2 separate regions of the Mus musculus genome follow, and region 1 is linked to region 2. Evidence: chromatin contacts called from public HiChIP or PLAC-seq data. All regions are on one chromosome and are shown on one strand. Each heading gives the region's core, a stretch centred on a gene start, on an enhancer-like site or on the middle of the called end of the contact. The rest is flanking DNA. Distances are from core to core; before and after follow the strand shown. Region 1 has its middle 160 kb from the start of Rap1gds1. Region 2 holds the start of Metap1 (methionyl aminopeptidase 1).

Region 1 (4,346 bases), core at 54-2,553, 430 kb before region 2:
AGGTGGCAGTCACACAGGGGCAGTTGCCAAAGCTATTTTCCTCTGGGGTTTGACCAACCCAGGTGGGGAAAGTTCCAGAGCTCCTGACCCCTCTGCTCTACTGGAGAAGACATGTGGCATCAGTGACAGGGATTAAAAGTGCCCTGGTGGCAATATTTCAAGTTATTTATCTAATATCCACCTCCGTTCTCCTTATTTACAGAGCTCTAGTTTTGTTCAGGAGACAATATGACACACTTCCCTGTCTTCCCAGGTTGCTGAACCTGTGCTACACTTCACAGAAATATAGATTCCCAGAAAGAGAAATAGAAAAGGGCAAATTCCTGCTAGAGACAGCCAGCCTTTCCTTTCTCTTCCTTGTTATCAGTGGTGAAGAGCCCCCAGAGAACAGCAGCCCTCCCTTCTTGCCACCACTAAATACCGTGAAGATTGGAGGTAGACCTTAAGGTTCATGGAGAGGAAGTTACACGGAACCCAGATGGTAGGAGCATTCATGAACCAGATAGGACCCTGCCGTTCCAGGAGGGATGCAATAAGCCTAGTCATTAATGCATCAAGATCACTCTAGGGCATCTTGTTCTGCCTGTGGTCACAGCCACAGAACCTGGAACTTCTACATTTCACTCCTCAGGGCCCTTCTGAGTAACACTGGAGATTCACTGGCTCTATACTGCAGAAGCAGAAGACAGGAAACAGTTTGTTAATGGATACATACACAGAATAACAGTGTTGCAAGTGGAGACAAGTCTGGGCTCTAGGTATCCATATGGGAGGGGGAGGAAACAAAAGACCGGGCTTGGAAAACATAGATGGGACCTGAGATGTCTTAATGCTTTGTTATAAACTGGGAAGGGCAAACCCAAGGATTTTGAACAGGAAATTGATTTGTTTGTTTTGTTCCAGAACCAGAGTTGTTGCTAATGGGGAGGTAGGAAGGAGACATGTGTCTCTTCCCGGGAGACTATTCTTGGGTGTCTTCTGTTTTTGTATTTCTGTAGAAAGCCAGAAAAGCTTTTGTTTGAAGTTCTTTTCAAGGCTGTTTAGATAGCAAGCAGGCTTGTATAAGAGATGCAGCAGCTTTTTTTTTTCTCTCTTCCTTATGTACAGGCAAATAAGATGAAGTCTCTCTTGGACAAAACTGGGCCAAGAATGTTTTTAGACCCTTTCATAGGTCTAGGACTGGGCTTTCTAGGCTCATAATACTCAGCTGTGTGTGTAGGACCCACCTGGACCACAGTACCCAGTGGGCCTCAGGGAGAAAGGATTGCAAAAACACCAAGATTTCCTGTGGTGCTGTTGAGCTCGCACAGGAATCCTATGCCTTGTCTCACCACCCCCAGAAGTGAGGCCTGCTGACTTGTGAGGCAGCACCAGTGTAGGCTCGAAGCTGCTTCTCTGTCCTTGTTTCACCTGGACAGGGAGGGAGCTGTGGAGGTGGAGACTGGTGCTGCGGATCGTGAGGTGTGAGGCTAGACAAGAGATGATGGTGGAGTTAACCCTGAGAGAGAACGCATGGACGACAGGCAATGGCTGACTTTCATGGGCTGGCCAAATCAGTGTGGCAGATCTGCAGGGGTGCAATCCAGAGGGCAGGACTTTGTTTCAGCTGAACCTTGGCCTTGGATCAGCAAGCTCTATAAACGAGCAAAGCCCTTGAGCACCTCTCTGTGCTGTGTTAGAGTCCCCAGGAATGCCGACTGCAGGCTTTCTTTAAAAAAAAAAAAAAAGCCAAACTTTATGAATCACTTAGGGAATCAAATTCCTGAAACCTGGGAAGCTGAATTATTAAAGGATTTAAAGGTGAGTCTGTCCTGTTTCTGTGGGAAGTGCTGGCCTGTTAGAAAAAAAAAAAAAACCTAACAGCATTCACACATTCCTAAAAGAAACATGTGTGTTCCTGTCTGTACACCAGCCCATAGGAATCCGAAGAAGAATCAGGAGTCTAAGGGCCAGCCTGGGGTACACAGTGAGCCTCCCTGTCTCAAAAACAAAACAAAAACCTATATAGAGTCACTGAACAGCCTGATGACCATTTCCATGTACATGGACCATTGTTCAGTTTCTATCCTGAAATGTATTTACCCAGAGCCCAGTGTCACTGAGCTCTGACTCAGGGACCCATTATCACTTGCACCTTTGTGTGAGCAGACTTCCTAACCAGGAGCTCCAGGTGTTAGGCTAAGGTAGATACTGTCCCAAGGGATATTCCAGAGACCTTGCTGACCCTCAGAAACTGCCCTCCAGCAAGATAATCAGGACACCTCCTGCCAGTCTTCCTGGGAATGGCCCCAGATATGACCACTGGCCACTTTTTTGTACTCCATCACTGTGGATACGAAACCAAGTCTGTTTAGACATCAGAACCTCTAAGATTTCTGTGGAGCCTGGCAAAGGACGTGGCTGTATCCCTCATCAATGCCTAGACTTCCTCTTCAGCTTGCCATTTGTCAGTGTGTGGTCCACAGCCTCCCCATATGTGACTATTGCTGCCCCTGTGGAAAAGCTAGGTACCCTGTCTTAGGAGCCATTAGATCTATGTGCATCTATTCATTCTTACTATTACTTGACCCAAGGGGCCAAGATTCATGTGAGTGTCATTTCTGCCTCTAAGCATGACAGTGTTGTCAATCGTACCTGGACCTTATCTTCTGCAACAGTGCTATTTCAGGTAGAAGTTATTTGAGAAACCCACTAAGCCTGGAGAAACTCAGAATTTGTTAGCAAACAAATTCTTCAAACATGGAATCCCCACTCATAGCTGCTTCCCACCAGTTTGATGTTTCAATAGGATTAGTAGCATGGCAGGAGCCAGAGATGCTCCAGTGCCCAGGAGTCTTAGATGGTTTCTGTTCACAGCAATCAGGTGTGGGCTATTCTAGGGCCAACTGACAGTAACTGAAATCGTATTATCATTCTCAAAACTAATTTAGAGACAAGTGGAGACAGTTCTCTGTTACAGAATAGAAGCCCATGTTTTAGGAGAAGAGGGGCTCTCTACCCAAAACCAAATAACCCTGATGTCTGATTCACTATTTCAGTTTGGCTGCTCTCAGAGATCATGGACCTGGTGGCTTGAAGAACACATGAATCCCCCATGGTTCCGGAGTCTGGGAAGTCCAATTCAGGGCGCCAGCAAGGGTAGACTCTTTTTGAGGCTTCCATTTCTATGGAGACTCATGGGGGAGGGAAAGAGGCTCTTGTCTCCTCTTCTTTTCATAAAGACTCTCAAGCCATGACCCAACACTCATGACACAAACCTAATTACCCATCAGTGGCCATCAAAATCCCACAATAGGGATTACAGGTTCCACACATGAACTTGGGGGAGTCCACTGAGAGAAAAACTTTGAGTCCACAGCCCTGGAATACGACTGACACAGGGGTTAGCAGCACAGGCCAGACCTGCAGAGCCTGCATTCTGACAGAAAAGATGCTATTCATGTCTGTTCAAATGTGATGTGGTTTTCAAAAGGGAGCCTATACTGGGATTGGAGAGGTGCCTGTGGCATTGAAAGGACTTCCTGAGAAAGCTCTTCAGGACAGGCTAAGACACGAGTAGGATTTAGGGAGTAAGGATGCCTGAACTCTCTTCTGCTTTGCAGAGACTCTACCATACAGGTATTACTACCGCCATACCTTATGAGGTCAGGCACCGAGGACAGGAGGAAGGAAGCAGCCTGACCATGAGAGGCAACAGTGAGAAGCATGTGTCACGTGACAGGCAATATCGAGAAGCATGTGTCACATGACAGGCAACAGTGAGAAGCAGGCATCACATTGAAGGTTCCCTCTGCAGCACAGCAGGAGGAGGAGCCCCGTAAGACCCAGCTTTGTTACAGCGCTTTCCTGACATCCATCTCAGAGCCTAGAAATTAGTAACTGAGAGACGATTTATGGAAAGATGTTTCTAGATTATATCCCAACATTACACCACTTTATGTAAAAACCACGAGCAGCACTAGATTCTGGTATAGATCGATGAACCAAACACAGAAGGTTCAAAGGATGCACCTTGAGAGTTGGCATTAGCTTGGCATTAGCAATCGCTCAAGACGGCAGCAGAAATTTAATTGGGACTTGAAATCAGAACCCCAGAATTCTTTTCTAAAGAGATACGATGTGCTCTTAAGAGTCATTTTCCTTTGCGAATGAGTGAGGGTCTCATGGAGCCCAAGCTGGCCTTGAAATTGCTATGTAGACAAAGATGACCCTGAACTCCCGGGCTTCCCTGCCTCCTCCTCCCCAGCGCTGGGATCACAGGCATGTGCCACCATGCCAAGTGTATTAGTTTTTTGTTTGGTTGGTTTTTTATCTCCTCACACTCTAGCCAAGAACACCTGGAGCCC
Region 2 (4,626 bases), core at 1,338-3,837:
AAATGCCTGCCACAGTGTGGGTCAACACAACATACACATACTATTCTTTTTCATATGTAGAATAATTTTTAAAGGATATTTAAAATATATTTTAATTCATGTGTATGTATCTGTGTGAGTATCTGTGTGTGTACAGATGACCATGGGCAGCAGAAGAGGGAGAAGGACCCCCAGGGGCTACAGTCACAGTGGTTGTGAGCTACCTGACACAGGTGCTGAGAACTGAACTCAGGTCCTCTGCAAGAGCAGGAAGCTCTCTTAAGTGCTGAGCCATCTCTCCAGCCCCTAGAAAAATTTAACATAATACCTTTTATTAAAGATAAGAGCAAATTTGCTCTATTGAGACATGTGTGCTTGTTTATTCTACATAAAGAAATCTAGAACTGGGTGTAGTAGCTCTTGCCTTTAATCCCAGCACTCAGGAGGCAGAAGTGGATCTCTGTGAGTTGGAGGCCAACCTGGTCTACAGAGCAAGTTACAGGACAGCCAGGACCAGGACTACAGAGAGGAAACCCTGTCTAGAAAAACCAAAGAACAACAATGGGGGGGGGGGAGAGAGAGAGAGAGAGAGAGAGAAGAGAGTGGGGGAGAGGGAAGGAAGCTTGGTAGAATATTTGACACTATAGGTCATAAAGTATCTTTAGTTTTTCATAGTTGATTAGTATCTTTTTTTTTTTTTTTTTGGTTTTTCGAGACAGGGTTCCTCTGTGTAGCCCTGACTGTCCTGGAACTCACTCTGTAGACCAGGCTGGCCTCAAACTCAGAGATCCGCCTGCCTCTGCCTCCTGAGTGCTGGGATTAAAGGCGTGTGCCACCACGCCCGGTTTGATTAGTATCTTGATTTATAGTTGTCAATGTTGAGAACGCTGTTTCTCATGGTTCAAATAGCAGAAGTCTCTTTTTGTCTGTTTAAAAAATTGTTGGAAATTCTGTTCAATCCAAACCAAAGACCACTTAATAACTTTTTCAAAATGAAATTAAAGTCAGTAACTCAAAACAGCAATGCCTGGACGCAAATATTCAATTCTCTATGCAGAGTTCTAGCCACTATAGGATTGCTGCTATTGAGGCTAACTCAATCCAAAGACAACCTGATTGGATACATAATGAAGAATGACAGAAGAATACTAGATGTCTCTGTCTTCTGTAAAGAAACCAGGATGTGTTTGTCACTGCCTATGTGACAGCACCCGCAATACAGAGTGTACGTGCAGTGGATGCAGGATCAGACTGCAGAGAAGTCCAATGCACATGCTGAGTGTTGCGTTTAATTCTGAAATAACTTTTGGTTGTTAGGCTGTCAAAAACTGCTTACTATTGCCAAAAATTTTGTTACTCCATATTTAGAAGTTGAGAGCCACAGTTTAGGAAGCTGGGATTTATACAGTTAGATGTCATATACAAACATATACACATATGCAGTCACTAATTTTCTTAAATGTATACATTTTTATTAAAAGTTTACAGTGGTTGGTTATACAGGAAAAGTTATTCAAGAAAACATGAGCTTTTCTGGTGTATTAAGGTGGAAAAGATTTTTTTAAAAGTCACAGCATTCCTCTAGCAACAAACAAACAAAAAAAAAAAATAGAAAACGGCAGTTGTTGTCTACTGATTATGTGTTTGAAAGATTTAGGCTACCGGGTTGTATCTGATAAACTCTAGAGCCTTTTAATTCTCGCATTTCTTTTCTTTTCTCTTTTGGTTTGTTTTCTGAGACAGGGTTTCTATGGGTAACCCTGGCTATCCAAGAACTTACTCTGTAGACCAGGCTGGCCTCCAACTCAGAGAGATCTGCCTGCCTCTAGATCTGAGTGCTAGGTTTAAAGTTTGGCATGCGCTACCACTACCCGGCTAACCCCCCTCAATTCTTGATTGGTGGAATTCGCTCAAACTATAAAATCAGATAATATATATATATTTTAAATCATCGATATTGAACTATCTGGCAGCTACTAGCGCTATGTATTTCAATAGCGGGGTGTGGAAAGACATGAGGAAGAGCGTATTTCAGTCCCATCTCGGTCCATTGATATTTTTTTAAGAATGAGCGTAATTTTTTCTTTCTTTTTTATTTTGAGGAGAACACTGGCAGAGAGAAGCGGAACTCAGAAAAGGGAATTAGTCCCCAAGAAGCTCCCGGCGAACCAAACTGAGGAATCCACGCCCTTCCCAACCACCTGCGAGTGAATGAAACACCGAAGGCTCAAGAATTTCACGCTCGGGGTCCCAACGTCATGGGGTGTAGGATCTCCGCTGACCCCACGTGGCGTCGCCGCCACCGCAAGCCTTGGGGCGGGGCAGGGGAGGCGGCGTAAAGGCTGCCGGGCGGGTCGCCACTACGCGTGCGCGGAGAGGGCGTGGCTGTCAGGGCGGGGGGTCGGCCGAACCGGAGGGAGGGGCGGGGCAGCAGGTGAGCGCGCGCTAAGGGGCGGGGCCCTGGCCGCGCGTGCGCGGAGGGGGGCGGGGGCGCGCTGCGTAGGGGCGGGCCCTGGTCCTCCCGGTCCGGCGCCTAGGCCTGCCATCGGAGCTCCTCCCCGGCTGGGTCCCTCTCCCCGCCCTGTGGCGGTTCCTCCCTCCTCCGGCAGCCAGGCAGCATGGCGGCGGTGGAGACGCGGGTGTGCGAGACGGACGGCTGCAGCAGCGAGGCCAAGCTCCAGTGTCCCACCTGCATCAAGCTGGGCATCCAGGGCTCGTACTTCTGCTCGCAGGTAGCCGCCCACCCCGCGCCCCTCCGGTCCTCCGCCTCTGGGCCTTGTCGCCTCCCGCTCGGGCCTCCGAGCGGCCCGGGCCTCGGGAGCCGGGAGCCCGGCCGCCGGCGCTCTCGGGGGCGGAAGCTGACCTGCGGCGGGTTCGGGCCAGGCCTCCGCGGTCCCGTGGGCGGCCAGGTGTGTGCGCAGGTAGGGACGCGCGGGAGCCGGTAGCCCAAGACCTCCGCCGAGCCGGGGTCGGGTCTGGACGCCGCTGGCCGCGCTCCCGGGGCTTCTCTCCGGTGTCTCTGCAATCCCGGACGGAGACGGAAGCGACCTGCCGGGGCCTGGGGGTGGCTGCAGTCTCCCGTAGAGGAGAGCTGTTTCAGTCTCACTTCTTTTGTGTTTTACTACCGCGCTTTGACATTTAAGTAACTTTGAGTGTAGGCGTGGAGAGAGGTCGGTGTAATTCATTCTTTTCCGTTGGCATCTCAGATTATTAATTTGAGAACCGGTAAGGTAAAGAGATGAGTCACTTCTGTTACTGAAGTTCCTGGAGTAGAAAGGACAGTCCCGCAGGGGTTGTGCTTCAAGGCTCCGACGTAGTTTTTGTGCAACTGAGCAAACCTAGCACTGAGTGGGGCCCTGACAGAAGTGTGTATTTATTGAACAGTATTTGTGTCCCATCGCGTTTCTAGACTCAGAATAATGGCAAGGCAAGTAGTAGATGGTTATTAGGCTCTTAGTTACAATTTGTTGAGGAGAAGAATATAAGTACGTTGGTAATAAACTGACAGGTTCCTGGGAGAGGGGAGTTAATAGGCCAAAGACCTTGGCATGCTAGTTTTTCTGAGAGCTTGAGTAAGTGAAATTACTTAAGTTCCCCAGTTTCAGTGTTACTCTATACAGAGAGAATGAGGGTACCTTTCATTCTGTATTGTACAAGATTGTGCTGACAATGAAATTAAGGAAGACCCTGTAGCCCTATCATTTAGAGACGTTTTGTTTTTTAAAGGATTCCACTACAATTTAATGCTGGTATCTAGATAAAGTTGAAGAAGAATAATTATGTCACCAGTGGTAAGTGATACATGCCTTTAATCGCAGCACTTGGGAGTCAGGCAGGCAAATCTGTCAGTTCTAGGTCAGCCTGGTGTACAAGCAAGTTCCAGGACGGCCAGGGTTCTGGGGTGGGGGCGGGGGTGGGGTGGGGGGAAGAATAGTTATATGAAAATAGCAAAACCAACTATTTTCTAAGATAAAATAGATGGAAAGATAAAATAAGATGAAGCCAATGATTAAAAGCCTTAGCAATTGTAGTAAACCATTGCAAGAGTCCTTCACTATTGTATGATCTTGCCTTTAGAGAGTATATGACCCTTGACCTTGCTGACATCACTTTCCAAGCTTTGCACTTGGAGGAGAGAGACCTGAAAATAGCCTTGGAGCTATTAACCTGGTGCAGGGCCTCTTGTGGCTTTAATGTTTTCCAGTTTAACTTAGTGAGTTCTGTGTGGAATCTGGATTTAAAACAAAAATTTGCTATGAAAATTGTGTGCCATCTGACTAGATCAATGTATATAGTTCGTATTCAGGGGTTTCAAGTTGAGAGGCGCTAGGTGTGGTGGCATACACCTTTAATCCCGGTGCTTTGGAGGCAGAAGCTGGCAGAACTCTACTAGGCCAACCTGGTTTACCTAGTGAATTTTAAGGCCAGCCCTTGCTAAATAATGAGACTCTTATCTCAAAAAAAGAGAAAGAAAACGAACAAAAAATGGCTGGGCTGGAGAGATGGCTCAGTGGTTAAGAGCACTTTCTGCTCTTTGAGGGGACCTAAGTTCAGTTCCCAGCACCACGTGGTTCTCACAAACTTCTCAGGCACCAGGCACATAGCGCACAGGCACACTTGAAGGCAGAGCATCCATACACATAAAAT

The links. HiChIP or PLAC-seq counts read pairs in DNA pulled down with a chosen protein or histone mark.
Region 1: a contact with region 2 is called in an H3K4me3 HiChIP or PLAC-seq map of embryonic basal ganglia, with 5 times the contacts expected there. The contact joins the enhancer-like site here to the promoter of Metap1 in region 2. A contact is called at or near these places in 2 of 39 promoter capture datasets (cranial neural crest and hippocampal neurons), 1 of 15 datasets of contacts at CTCF or cohesin (the NIH/3T3 cell line), 11 of 484 Hi-C or Micro-C datasets (the 3T3-L1 cell line, the HPC-7 cell line, the STO cell line and 7 more), 13 of 115 datasets of contacts at active chromatin or transcription factors (bone marrow-derived macrophages, cardiomyocytes, embryonic basal ganglia and 10 more) and 2 of 9 other capture datasets (adipose tissue and liver).

What each region holds. Positions count from the first base shown.
Region 1 is chr3:138,912,093-138,916,438 of GRCm38.p6, reverse strand. No RefSeq gene overlaps it. Among named protein-coding and RNA genes, the nearest start is that of Rap1gds1, 160 kb to the left of the region's middle. Within about 2 kb of position 1,303, at least 22 of the 459 cell types and tissues checked have an H3K27ac peak or open chromatin away from gene starts, as enhancers often do.
Region 2 is chr3:138,487,343-138,491,968 of GRCm38.p6, reverse strand. Metap1 (methionyl aminopeptidase 1) reads left to right here and starts at 2,587. Exons shown (of 11, transcript NM_175224.4): 1 at 2,587-2,711. The coding sequence starts at 2,598. Gm32553 (a long non-coding RNA gene) reads left to right here and starts at 3,908. Exons shown (of 2, transcript XR_001784010.2): 1 at 3,908-4,626.